4 separate regions of the Mus musculus genome follow, and all the other regions are linked to region 1. The links are chromatin contacts, called in public Hi-C and targeted proximity ligation maps. All regions are on one chromosome and are shown on one strand. The core of a region is the stretch at or near the end of the contact, and the rest is flanking DNA. Distances in the headings are between cores, read along the strand shown. Region 1 overlaps Ms4a6d (membrane-spanning 4-domains, subfamily A, member 6D). Region 2 has its middle 19 kb from the start of Ms4a4a. Region 3 holds the start of Ms4a4a (membrane-spanning 4-domains, subfamily A, member 4A). Region 4 holds the start of Ms4a4b (membrane-spanning 4-domains, subfamily A, member 4B).

Evidence for each region. A called contact is a pair of places that touch in the nucleus more often than the background predicts.
Region 2: a contact with region 1 is called in a Hi-C map of bone marrow-derived macrophages, with 48 read pairs. A contact is called at or near these places in 26 of 484 Hi-C or Micro-C datasets (the AML12 cell line, B cells, CD4 T cells and 11 more), 8 of 130 datasets of targeted methods (CD8 T cells, the SCID.adh cell line, effector CD8 T cells and 2 more) and 2 of 9 other capture datasets (adipose tissue and liver).
Region 3: a contact with region 1 is called in a targeted proximity ligation map of regulatory T cells, with 13 times the contacts expected there. A contact is called at or near these places in 16 of 484 Hi-C or Micro-C datasets (B cells, CD4 T cells, CD8 T cells and 9 more), 5 of 130 datasets of targeted methods (CD8 T cells, bone marrow-derived macrophages, effector CD8 T cells and 1 more) and 2 of 9 other capture datasets (adipose tissue and liver).
Region 4: a targeted proximity ligation map of CD8 T cells shows a contact between it and region 1, with 15 read pairs. A contact is called at or near these places in 5 of 484 Hi-C or Micro-C datasets (CD4 T cells, bone marrow-derived macrophages, centrocytes and 1 more), 4 of 130 datasets of targeted methods (CD8 T cells, the SCID.adh cell line and effector CD8 T cells) and 2 of 9 other capture datasets (adipose tissue and liver).

Annotation. Positions count from the first base shown.
Region 1 is chr19:11,587,652-11,591,170 of GRCm38.p6, forward strand. Ms4a6d (membrane-spanning 4-domains, subfamily A, member 6D) reads right to left here. Exons shown (of 7, transcript NM_026835.2): 5 at 2,339-2,545; 6 at 313-414. Among named protein-coding and RNA genes, the nearest start is that of Ms4a6d, 15 kb to the right of the region's middle.
Region 2 is chr19:11,354,233-11,357,751 of GRCm38.p6, forward strand. No RefSeq gene overlaps it. Among named protein-coding and RNA genes, the nearest start is that of Ms4a4a, 19 kb to the right of the region's middle.
Region 3 is chr19:11,373,501-11,377,019 of GRCm38.p6, forward strand. Ms4a4a (membrane-spanning 4-domains, subfamily A, member 4A) reads left to right here and starts at 1,988. Exons shown (of 7, transcript NM_001310331.1): 1 at 1,988-2,131.
Region 4 is chr19:11,441,593-11,445,111 of GRCm38.p6, forward strand. Ms4a4b (membrane-spanning 4-domains, subfamily A, member 4B) reads left to right here and starts at 1,966. Exons shown (of 7, transcript NM_021718.2): 1 at 1,966-2,068.

The DNA of each region.
Region 1 (3,519 bases), core at 505-3,004:
TGACTATAGGCAAACTCAATGTAATGCCAAGAGATACATTTAACTTCCTCAAACTTATGATTGTTTGTTTGGGGGGGGGGAAGAACCAAGATATATGTGATATACAACTATTTCTTGTCCAGGTATTCCTTATCATCTATACTTCTGTCTCCTCTCTCCAATATCTACTAAGGACCCTCCCCATTTAAAAAAAAAGCCACGTGGTATACATTTCACGATGGCTGATTATTCTGTCTGATATTCTTAGTGGCATTGACTAATATATCCCAGAGGAACACCAGGGAAGATTCAAGTGGCCTCTAGCATACTTACCCCAGAGAAAGCAGAGGAGCTCTGTTTCCACCACAGTGTGGCAGTGAGGACAGCCAGGCCAAGCTCCAACACACTGCTGATTAGCATCAGTGAAAAGACTCCCTAAATTCAGGAGAAGAGAGGATGGTGTGACTGAGTCAGCTGATGCCCTCATTCCTGGGTGGAAGGTGATTGTAAAGATGAAACCATCTTCACCATCAGAGACACCATCAAGAAGGGAAAGGATCCTCCCAGACCTACAGATGGGCTAAAATTGATGCCTGGTCCCTTTATTCCTTGGAGCAAGTAGGGGAAGAGAACAAGCTAAATCAACAAAGCCATTTTCTGCCATTTCTCACCCTTCTTGGACATGGATCCTGACTATACTGTTCACTCAATGAGGAAGTAGAGAGGAGTAGTGACCCCAGGTCAGAGTCAACAGTTCCTGCTCTTGGCTCTCTTGATTAGTGTGGGGCTGGGTAAGTCTTTAATTTTCTAGTTTCTGTATGCTCTCTTATCACACCTGTGTAGTATTTCCTCTGCAGAGACTTGTGAGGGTTAGTGAGGTTCTGATCATGCAAGCAAACTCTTTTTAAGTTGGCATTGATAGAACCTTCTTCCTTAGGATTGATTTGTGTGTGTGTGTGTGTGTGTATGTGTGTGTGTGTGTGTGTGTGTGTGTGTGTGATGGTGAAAGGCAGAAAAGCAATCCAGTTTCTAAGTCTGTGACATCAAAAATCAACTCAAAGAAGGATCTATGTAAAGAACACATATCCCGTGACTCTGTCCCAAGGTCTTCATGAAGATCGCTTGATAGGAAGGAAGATGAGTGTCACACTGTAAACTCTTCATTTATCTGCGCACACGGCACGGGTAGAAAAGAGACGGCGCATGCCTCCAGTACCTAGACACTGTCCCAGGAAATACACTCAAGCCAGTCTCTGACTTACAGTGTGAAACTATCCCATGATGCCATCATTCTTTGTGGTCCACCCAGATTCCTCCCCAATTCTTCAGGCTTCTAAAATCAGGCATAGTTATTCCAGATGTTAATTTTCTCGCATTGTTATGTGTCTAATGCAAACATTTTTTATTGTTGTGGTTTTCATAACTAAGGAAGACTCCCTGGGCCCAGCTCCATAAGGATCTGAGAAAGCCTGGGGTTGAGAACTGATTGACTGTGATTTGTCTAGCTGTCTCTTGCTCATCTGACTTTTATAGTTACAGGACTATGGATGTGTTTCTGATGAGATGGAGGCCCTCACATCCTGCCAGTTACTCTTCTCCATTTCTCTGGATTTCTTTTTCTCCTCATTTAACAATCCCATCTCTTTGTGTTGTAATGAAAGCAGCCTTGAGCTCACTTCCACACGGGCTTGGTGCTCCTTGCTACTGTGATTACTGGAGGGAGTAGATGCCCTGACTTCCCCCCTACCCCCGCATTTCCCACGCTGTTTCTCAACTTGTGGCTGAGGTTTGCTCAGTTCACTTCATGCCTGTACCACACACATGCACCATGGTTCATGCATTTCCTGATTATCTGTTTTCTTTTGTTTCGTTTTTCTGGTATGCTTGCCTCTCTTCACTCACTACCCCATAAAGTAAGACTCTTGGTTTGACAACCTCATCCTTTATGCCTCTAAAACTGCATCCTTTATTCCTCTAATGCCTTCTTAATCCTTAGAAAATAGGGGTGGTCTTTATAGTTTTATCATCTACTTAATTTGGTAATTTCCCTCAATATTTTGCTATTACTACACGACCACTCGGTGTAGAATTTTAACAATATGTTCATTCTTGCCTCTGTCTTCCATGACTCTGGCTTTATCCTAAATGTACAAGCAAGAGTTAAAATAAAAATAAAAATGTCTATGAAAATACCACAATGAAACCAATTACTTTATATATTAGTTTTAAAAACTAATAAATTAAAAACAAAAACAACAACAACAAAAAGAATGAACAGAGTTTTGAATCAGGGAACAGAAGAAATATGCTGTCAAAAAACATCTTTAAAACCTGGAACATTTCCTTTTGAAATACTTACAGTCAGAGCAGCTTTGGCCACGAAGCAGCTGTTTAATGGCTCAGGGCTAAAGAAATGATAAGCATCTTGGGTTGTGTCTAGTTGTGTGAAAGCCAGCTTACATTGCTGCAAGGCAGGCTCTAAAGCAGCCAAACTGACAGAGAGAATAGCGATGCCTGTAAGAGCAGAGAGGACACTCAGGATGCTCAGGGCTAGGCTGCTGTGAACCTGGAATGACAACACACATCACATATGCCTCTTATTCACTACACTATAATAGGCCCAGCTGCTTGTCTCTTTCAGGATCTAAACCTACAATAGTTTATTTCTCAATGCCCTCTAGTGTCTGCAAACATATAAACCCAGAAGGTAAATTATGATTGGGAAAGTATGATCCCATGCCAGACAGTACTTCAGAGGCAGGGAAGAAAATAGTGTCTTTCTATCAGCTTCATCTATGACTACAAGTAGCATCCTGTTAGATAAACCTGAAAATTCTCCGATAGCGTGTAGCCAAAGGTGGGAATACAGAACCCAAATTTTCCCTATCTACCAATACCTTTAGTGATACAATTTGGATCTTGCATGCCTCCCCTGACCCCAAAAAATTGTGTGATGAAGACCTAATTTCCAGGTGGATGCTAGTGTAAAGTGGTAGAAACATTTGCCAGTGTAGCCTGATTGAAGATTTGTCATACCTTGTTTCCAAACATGCTCTGCCTCTCTAGTAGTTCCAAAGGAACAGATTCACACAGTCATGTATGAAGACTTCTTAAAATGTAAGCCCAAATAAACCTTTCTTCTTCATAAGTTGATTCATCCCATGTGTTTGTTGCAGAAAGTAAATCTGACTCATATACTTAGAGACCTCCATGGAACCCTCAGAAACACACAAGAGTGGTGGGTAGAGTAGTTAATACTCCCACCACCTGGCATACAACCTCTCTCTCAAAAGCACATACACCTGAAGATAAATGTGAGGACCTGGTTTGTAACATCAACCAGGCCCTGGGGTGTGTATAAGCATATGACTGGCTATGCTAAGGGTAAGGTACAGAAGACTCTATCCTTTGTCAAAAGAGGACAAAGAATAATACAATATGAACACAAACAGTGAGAGGAAGAAAGAAAGCAGTCAAGACTGGGCGAATGTCAAGACACAAGACCAGATATCCCCAGATTAGTGTTCTCAAGTTGTCAGT
Region 2 (3,519 bases), core at 504-3,003, 230 kb before region 1:
TCTTATGACATAGGTGCTAGCAACTGACCTCTGATATTCTGTAAGAGCAGCGACTGCCCTTAACCACTGAGCAGTCTCTCTAGTCCTAAATGTATTTGATCATATCTACTCCCCACTCCATCCCTCCATCTCATCCTCAGGCCCTTCCCAACACATCTCCCTTCATTTTCATGTATTTTTTTAAAAATCCATCGTTTAATATTAGAGAATATGACCTTATAGCTCTTTGAAAGCTAGCCAATAGGGATGAAGCTCCCAGGTCACTAGCAGCTTGATTCAGTCATGTTGGATGGCTCCTGTGTTGTGTCTTCAGTGATAGGGTCTTACTCTCAAGTGTCAAAGTAATCAAGAGCAATGATGAGAGCGTGCTGACATTCGTAAAGGTGTAGCCATCTACTGGGGCATGAAAAACTATCAGTGGACAGCCACCAAAGAAAACGTTTTGTCCTTCCCCCAGGAGCTATGAATTGCCACTAGTTCCTCAGCTAGGGATGGGGCTCAGCAGGGCTCTCTACTGTATGCTAGAAATTTTAACCTGCTTGAACTCCTGCAAGTCCTAAAGACATAACTACAGATTCTGTGATTTAATGTGTATAACAGCTATATGCTGTCTAGAGCACTGCATTCCACAGCACTTCCGGGCCATTTCTTATCCTGAGGTTTAAGATATTTCATCCAGGCTATCAAATCTGTGTGCTAAGCACATGCTGGGAAAGTATGAGCATCTGAATTTGGATCCCCAGAACCTGTGCAAAAATGGAGGTGACCCATCTGTAATCTCAGTCCTTCCTGCTGTGAAATAGGAAGAGAGATAGAAGAGAGATAGGAAGGAGGCAGAAGACATGGAGACTTGGGTCAGCTAACCTGAAATCTATATAGCAGGAAACCAAAAATCCTGTCTCAAGAAAAGTAGAAAGTGAGGACCAATGTCTGAGGTTGTCCTTTGACCTTCACACATATTGTGGCATGTGCATGTACAAATGTATTAACATGAACACAAACGCAGACATGTACCACACATACATTTGCAAAGATAAAAAGAAAAAGAAATTTCTAGTAGTTAAATTCATTATATAAGTTTAATTTTAAAAAGCCTTCTAGAAGTAAATTAAACATTATGAGTTGATTTTTAAAATGGCTAAAATATTTACATGAATAAGAGAATCATATTTGAACTTTCCCACAAATTCAGGATATAACTTGAGTTTAAAATATTAGGCTTGACCAACAATTAATTGTCGATTACTCATTAGAACACAGATTTCTAATGATTAGGTAAGAATCAGAGAAGTCACTCAAGGGTGGCAGGTTCCATTCATCTGTAGACAGATAAGGAGAAGGATGTTTAGAGTTTTAGCTTGATTTGCCTCACATTTGTAACAAGAGCTTACGTTTGAAGACTACAGATGGGGACCCACTTTGGGACAGGGTGTACAAATATGTATCTATCAGTATCAACACAAATAATAGCTTTTATTGTATGTTCTGCTCTGGACACTCTACTGAATGCGTTATTGTACAATTTCATGCCAAACAAGTAGGACAAGCTACCATCACCGTGTAGTGAAGACTCTTATGCCTTCAATGTGTCAGATATCAAAGCCAGCGTTGAGAAATAATCTTCTCCGGAAGAGCATAGGCGGGAGCCAAACCACTTTGCTTTTCTGATCTCATTTTAACTTCCTTTACCTGACCACAAAATTGGGTGTTTTGAATCTGTGACTTCATATTGAATTCTTTCCTAGGAACTGGGAGGGCTGTGAGGGTCACCCGCCGTGCTACTCAGGTTCTGACAGGTGGGTACCACCCAGGAAGCCTTTGTTCAATGCTTTGAAATATTTGCTCACTTTCTGTAATCATCTTCATACTTGGTTTTCAAGTGTCATCTGTGAAATGGCACTCTTTCCTTTTGATCTGGCACAGCTACACCAATTGCTTGATCCTCTTAGCTTTATTTATGTAGTTTCTCTGCCTTATCAGAAACCTGGAAAAAGATCTCCACAAGAGGTTTTTTTTTGTTGTTGTTTGTTTGTTTATGTTTTTGTTTTTCTGGTTTCACCATGGTTACTTCAGGCACGTTTATTATGTATATTTCACATCCTTTCCTAATGGTATTCCTCTGAGATGCTTTATAAATATTTTGGTATTTAAACAAAAGTCTCTATTCAATTCTTAAACAATCAAATGAACATTTTAACTTAAATACACACACACTTTGTTTATAAAATGTTTTACTAGCTATCTTGCTGAATTTCTAATAGCTTTAATTAGTTTTCATTTACTAATTTTTAGCAGTTTGCCATGTATATTTATTCATGTTTAAATAATAGTAATTTAAAGAAGTTAGTTCAAACCTTTTCTTTAATGTTTGCAGAATAGTACCATGGGATATCTCCATTTATACACTGATTTTAATTTTAATAAAGCACATCTACCATTTATCATTAATTATTTAATTATGATACAGGTTTTCAGATCAAGACATATGCCAACACAGCATGACTAATGTTATTCTCCATCGTTGTTTATATGAAGAGTAATTTAGAATAACAGTGAGAGATTATTATTATTTAATCTTTTTTACAGGCCAGTCTTTATTCCTCTCCTAGTCCACCCTCTGACTGTTCCTCATCCCATTCCTCCTCCCACCATCTCCAAGAGGATGTTCCCCTACATCTCACCAGACCTCTCCCCTCCCTGGCGCCTCTCAGGGTTAAGCACATCTTCTCACACTGAGCAGCCAACCCTCATAACCACTGAGCCAACCTTTCAAGTCCCAGCCTTCATTTTATAAATTCCTGTCATATTTTCCGTTAAAAGCATTTATCCATTTACAGTTGCCCACTTTCCATCACTATGGCAAATAGTCGTGACAATTAACGTATAAAGATTTTGCAGTCATCCTCTTCTCTTATTCTTTTTCAGTTTTTCTGCTCCCTGTTTTACAGTGACCCCTGAATCTTGGAAGAAGGGGGTATGACAGATGTCCCATTTAGAGCTTGGAAGCCTTCAGTTCCTTATCATTTGCATTCTGATCAGCTCTTGGTCTCTGTGTTAACCTCTATTTAGGGCAAAAGGAAGCTTCTCTAATAAGGGTTGAGAGATGAACTTTACTCTCATTGGTGTGTTAAACTATAGATATAAGGAGAATGAGAACACAAAGGTGGGTGGGTAAAGAGGGAGTGGGTCTGGGAGAAGTGAGAGTAGGGGTAGATATGATCAAAATACACTGTATGAAACTAGGATGAAGACCAAAGTGTGGACACTGTGCTCCTTCTTAGAATTGGGAACAAAACACCCATGGAAGGAGTTACAGAGACAAAGTTTGGAGCTGTGACAAAAGGATGGACCATGTAGAGACTGCCATATCTAGGGATCCACCCCATAATCAGCTTCCAAACGCTGACACCATTGCATACACTAGCAAGATTTTATCGAAAGGACCCAGATGTAGCTGTCTCTTGTGAGACTATGCCGGGGCCTAGCAAACGCATAAGTGGATGGTCACAGTCAGCTATT
Region 3 (3,519 bases), core at 738-3,237, 210 kb before region 1:
TAGATCCCTTTATCTTCTCAATGTAGCCACATTGGAATGAATCTCCTTCCTCTATTCTTTGCTACTAATTTTATCTTTCACTGGCCCATTGAGAATGAATGGTAGAGCCTAGCTCATTAAGACTCCAAAGGCTCCAACCCAAATGACTCTAATACTAGAGTTTTACATGTTACAAAGCCCAAGGTCCCAGATCTACAGTGACTTAAAAAATACATGCTATTAAAAAATACTATTGTATTCTAGTACTTCTATGACTACATCTGGATTGTACCAGATCCAGTCCTTGTAGTGGTTGCTTCAGTTAATTCTCACTAGTATGGGGGAAATGATAATAAAATAACCTCAAACCACTGCTACTAAGAAAACCTTTTCTTCCTCCACTGCCTCAACATTGATAATAACTTCTACAGCTTCAACCACCAAGGCACCTTCAGTTATTAATGAGAGTCATCACAACTGAGGACGCTACATAGAACCTGTACTCCAGCATTCCCTGGAGCAAAAGAACTACCACCCCCCCCCCCCTCTAGTCTATTTGCTGTTGAAAGTTTTGCTTGGTTAAAATAGCTCTGTGAAAGTTTTAATGACTATTGAATCAGTACACAAGATCTCAGTTCATTCACAACTCTCTTACATCTGGTTAATTAGTCCATCAAGTCTCCTTTTGTATGTCATCACTTCTGGAAAGTCTTCTCTTTATTTCCAAGGCTGGGGTCAATGGGGTTCGATGATGACTGACTTAGTTTGTTATATGTTACCTTGCAGGGCACTGGTTAGCCAGGATTTTAGCATGTTTATTTGTGTGTTGACTCGTCTGAATTACCCAGACAGACACAGAACCAGAGTCTATTTATATTTTCTATACCATCTTATCTATGGCACATTGCTGGATATATGGACATTTTTCTTTAAGAAATTATTGAATGACTAAAAATTACCAACCACTTTCCTTTCCTCTTTTCTGTTGTTGGATGTATCTGTCCTTTGAGATCCTCAGCAAGTTGAAGTTTTGATCTTCAGTGGGGAAATGTGAAGGCAGGTAGAAGCTTTAAGATGTGTTGCCTAGAGATGAGACAACGTGTCTTTATCTTTTCACCTTTCCATCTGATCTCATCTCTTAGCCAGCTTCCCACCATTTTCCTATCTTTCATGGTGTGTTGAGCCCAGAGATCCCTAACTAAGACCAGCAAGGCCATGCTTTTGAGATTCTAAAACTGTGAGTGAAGTGTGTATTTTTATATATAAATTATACAACACCAGATATTACTTTACAGAATTGGAAAATAGACTAATGCTTACATTAATCTTAAGATTATTTTATTTTATCAACGAACAATCAATCCTATATTCTGGAAGATGACAAGATCATGTAGGCAATGATTGAAATAGATTTGTCTTTAATGTGTCTTTGGCTTAGAAATGGGTTATTTACTTTAAAATTGCAAAGCACTATTTACTTCTTTGTAACCAATGTGCTGCCACCTGATGGACCTTCGTAGTAAACCCCAAATGGTAGCACTTCATAAAAACCACACACGAAAAGCATGCATTGAAAGTTTTCTAGGAAAAGAAATGTATCAAGAAAATGTATGAAATTGTTATAAACAGGCATTTGCTAGTTTTGACTGTTTTGAGAGAGGTTCTCCTTATGTAGCTCAGGCTGGCTATAAGTCACAATTCTCCTGCCTCAGACTCCTGGATAAAGGGAAATGGGATTCCAAGAATAAATCACCAACAAATGGGATTTTCCCGGCGATTGAAGGGCCATGATATTGACTTTGGTCTGCTGAGTATGGACTTACACTGATATGCTCAGTAAAACCTGTGCTGCTGCTTTTTTGTAAGAGAGATTGTGACAGCCACTGTTTTTCTAGTGGATTTTAAAGAAGCCACATGTACACAACTAGGATGCAGAGTCAGGGGATACTTCAGCTAATAAAAAGGGAACTAGCTGTGTTTTTTGAGATCCTCAGCAGTAACCTTTAGGATTTAGAAAACATACTAGACTTCAGCTTTAGTCACACATGAGCTGTGACGGGCAAGTCATTGCATCTGAACAAAGAGCCCGAGGCACATTCCTAGAGACAGCTCCTCATCTGACACATAACAGGCTGTCCAGTTGAGAAGGAAGGTAGGTGCTGACTTACCTTTCCTAGGCTTTTGTGATGATGGTTTTTCATCTCTTGTTCTAGGAAAACTGGGAGTAGAATAAGGGGGGAAAAAGGCCTTGTTCTCTGGTACAAGCCACCATTCTGAATGTGAAGAAGGGTGTAAAGAGTTCACATGTACTTTGGGGTCTTTTGAGGAGCAATCTGTGCTGCAACCCTGGGAGGCAAGAAAAAAAAAAAAGGTCTGGTAAGAGCCAAAAGAAGGGTCTAAATAAGATTTTAGTTGTTTTTGCTTTTCAAAATGGAACCAGTATCTCCACCTTTGATCATTTCTGAATGTCTTTTCTTCTATTGTATTTGTTCTCATCTAATACTATTATTTTTAATAGTTAATAAACACCTGCCACATGCAGAACGTGGTAGAGACTATATAAGGCAAGCTCAACACACCAGTTTAACATACTTAGTCTGATCCTGAGAAAGACTGTGATCTAACCAGGTCCCCACTAATCTTTGGCACCATTCATGGGACTCTTAGAGCATAAACTTAAGCTCCTTTTTAGAAAATCTGTTAATAGAAGAGGCTTGAAGATTCTTAGTTATGGCCATTATGTAAAGGGCAGAGAAAACTGTGTGAGTCTTTCTTCAGATGAAATGGAACATACACAAAAGAGGGAAATCACTAGAAACTTGAATGTTAAGAAAGAGCTTGAAATGCAAGACACACTTATTTCTTAGTGCAAATTTTTTCCATCATTTTTTTCATACTAGTCTTCATTTTCTAAATCTTCTGAATGTATGTCTGGAAAAATAAGGACAAAAGTAATTGCAGTAAACAAATAAACCAAAGTACACATTAAATCTGACTGGAAAGAAACATCTGTCAATTTCCCAACATCTTTGTCCTCTATTGCTCGTGAGGGAAGTCACAAAGAATTGTTCAACACTTCCTTACCATTGTTGGTTAAGTAACTCATATGTGGTAGGGAGATGCATGTGAAGGAAGGCAGAACACATGTGATACTATCAGTTCCCAAGAAGAAATGAGAGTAGACTTTTTGTTGTGATGGCAGAGCAGAAAGGGATGTGGTCAAGATTTTCTGCAATGTAGCTGAATGTGTCTAGAATGCCAGAGCAGGAATAAAATCGATGATGTCTGAAAGCTGAAATATATTCAATGTATTTGATACTCCCAAAACAAAACGGGGCAAAAATAAAAATAATATTAGAAATATAGGTTGGGGTTGAAATATGGACTTCTCTTAATAGGAAATTAAAACTGTTTTATATTTTTAAATGACCACCATAGATATTGAGTGGGGTTAGATTAAATATACAAGATCAGATGGACACAAGAGGATGCTTAAAGGTTGTCAGATAGGATGATGAATTCCTTTGATAAAGTAGAAGA
Region 4 (3,519 bases), core at 716-3,215, 150 kb before region 1:
CTATTTCTTTGAAGAGTGATATGGGGATTTTGATAGGGTTTGCTTCGAATCTGTAAATAGCATTTGGTTAAATTATTATTTTCACAAGGTTAATTCTACCAGTCCACAAGTAAGGGCTGTCTTTCCATTTTCTAGTATCTTTCTTCAGAACTGTAAAGTTTTCATCACAGAGGTCCTTCTTTTCCTTGGCTAGGTTTATTCCTAAATATTTTATTTTCTTTAAGGATATTGCAAATGGTAGTGTGTCAATGATCTCCTTCTATGTATGTTTACTGTGTAGAAAAGCTACTGATTTGTGCAAGTTGACACCATATCTTGCCATGTTCCTGAATTTGTTTTTCATTTTGAGAAGTTTTCTAGTAGAATTTTTTTGGGTTTCTCATGCATAGTATCAAGCCATCTGAAAATGGGAATAGTTTGTTGTCTTCTTTTCCTATTTGTACCCATTTCAATTTCCTTCTCTTGCCTTATTGTTCCAAATAGCATTCAGAACACAATACTGAAAAGGAGTAAGAATAATTGAATTCCTGTCTCTTTCTTGACTTCAGTGAGATTGCTTCAAGCTTTTCTTCATTTACAATGATGTTGGTTATGAGTTTCTAAAATATAGCTTTTATTATATTGAGGTGTCTTCCCTCTAGCCTTACATACTGTAGGAATTTTATCGTGAAGGCCTGTTGTTTTCTCAAAGGGCCTTTTCACATCTCTTGATATGATCGTGTAATTTTCTTAAGTTCATTTACACGATTTACTATATTAACCAACTTGTGAATATTGAGCCATTCCATGTTTCATGGATATAGCCAATGTTGTCATGGTAGATAATCTTTATTATGTATGTTTGTATTCTTTTTGTCAGTATTCTATTGAGTATTTTTAGATCTATGTTCATCAGGAAAATGACATGTAGTTTTCATGTGTGTGCGCACGCGCGCGCGCATGTGTGTGTGTGTATTTCTTTACCTGGTTTTGGGATTAGAGTGACACTGGTTTCATAGAGGGGGGTGGGAGTGCTCTTTTGTTTTGGCAAAGAGCAGCTTTGGCATCTACGGTAAACTGGAGTGGGTCATAGAGTAGGCAATTGGTCATTCAGCAGATTTTTATTGGAGGGAACACAGCTTGATTCTCTGGGGCTGGTGGAGGACTCCCTGGGGCTGGAAGAAAGACTCTGGGTCCAGTGAAACTTTCTGGAGCCAGCAAGAAAAAGGTGGGAAAGAATCAAACACACACACACACACTTGGTGGATGAAGCAAGCCTCAACAAGCTCCAACAACTTCACCCATTACATACATACATACATACATACATACATACATGCACATATACATTTGTTGGATCGAGCAAAGCTACAACAAATTTCACATATACACATATATACATATAGACATACATATACACATATACACATTTGTTGCATGTAGCAAAGCTCCAACAAGTTTATTTTTTTCCTACATCTTATATAGCCCAGTAAAATCTTTCAAGCCCTATAAAAATTACAATATGGTTACATTCCTTTTTTCATACAGTAAACAATTACAGTGAATATGTGTAGAAAAAAACCATTTTCCTAATACTCTCACTTGATCAAATGTTCTACATATTAGGGGTGAAAAACAAATTATGCCCTAGAGCCCATATTCATTTGTATTTAAGTAACTTCTTATAGATTAACAGAGTATACATAGACACGATAATTTTCTCAGCCAGTTTTTCTTACTAGCAGGTTGCAATGTGCACTTAAAGGAAAGAATCAACTATTTTGTTACTTATATTAAAAAGTAATCTTATGAAATTTTTTAAAAAGAATCAGAAGTCTAAATTCTATATAAAAAAACAAAAATTTCTACCTTGAATTTTCAGAGTACACATCCACCCATATATGATGGCTGAGATGGGTGGGGAGGAAATGTCAGAGGCAAAGGTTTCTGCCTCTTAGTCAGTGGGGGGAAGTCCTGACACAATCAAACAGTCTGCTATCTACAAAGGTGAATCAGAGTCCTGTGAGAACACACAAGCAAAGCTTCTCCTGGAATAAATCAGCTGACATCTGATCCTTTCCATTGTCTGGTTAGTACATCTTTATTATTTTATTAGAAGTTGAGGAGTAAATTTTACTTAAAACAAGGTTTTTTTTTAAAGAAAAGATTTATGTTTTATTCTGTAATATTTTATGATTAAAATAATATATAAAGCATGGTTTAAAATATGATAAGGAGATGAATATTTGCAATCTTTATTTTGTAACTTAAATATTTGAGTGTTTAAAGTTTGACATGTTCGCTCTACAATAGCCTGTCCTTAGTGATTGTAGGGAATGACAATGGAGTGTGAGATATTGAAATCCAAACACCATTTTTTTTAAAAGCCTTGTACGTAGAAACATAAGAATTGTCTATTTTTTCTAAACTATTGGCATTCCTAAGATTGTAAAACAAATGTCATACCTGATCGTTGAAAGCTTCTCCAGATCTAACAGAAGCACAAATAACATGAGAATAATTATAAATCACAGGGGCACAGGCTCCGAGGATAAACTCCCATGGGGAACACGCATGGGTGTGTGACACACTGAGCATTTCCACAGGATCTCATAAGCAGCGTTGAGGGGAAAATGGCCCTTTGAGGGAAGGTGAAAGTGAGTGCTTAGGGCACTTGGTAGATGAAGCAAGTTTCAACTAGCTCCAACAACTTCACATATTGCATAATACAAACATACATATATACTTACATACATTTATACATACATTTATATATACATTCATATGTGCATACATACATACGTATATACTTACATTTATACATACATTATACATTCATATGTGCATACATACATACATGCATATATATACATACATACATACATATAGAGATAGAGATAGAGATAGAGATAGAGATAGAGATAGATAGATAGATAGATAGATAGATAGATAGATAGATAGATATAGATATATATGTGTATATATACATATATGCACATATAGATATTGGGAAAATGTCTGAACAATTCCATGCTTCCCATCAAATGATATCAAGATTCAGGGTCATTGCTGGATGATGTTTCAACGACTGGGACTCAAATTGACTGTATGCCATGATAGCACAAGAACCTAAATTATAATTGCATCTACCTCTCCATGGGCCTGTATGAGCTCTGATAGGCATACTGGTGTTTCATGTTTTAACCAATGTCAGAGTTATAACAACACTCTTCCCCCCAACACCGGGGCCTCTGACATCCTCCATAGCCTCATGCTATGTGTGTGGTCTGAAGGAGGAACAGTCTAAATTCCAGGTGAGAATATCTTGATTGGTTCTAGATGGCAGACCCTGTTCTCTGGATCTTCAGATGCTCTGGGAACCTGTACTCTGGAAGCCAGCACTGCAGTGGCTGCTTGTGTGTGTTGCTGGATCTCAAACCAAGAAGGATCTCTTATCTAGTGTCAGCAGTGTAGAGAAAACCAAGAAGAATAGAATCACAAAGCACTATTGAGTACCCAGTTATCAATGTTGCCACTGCT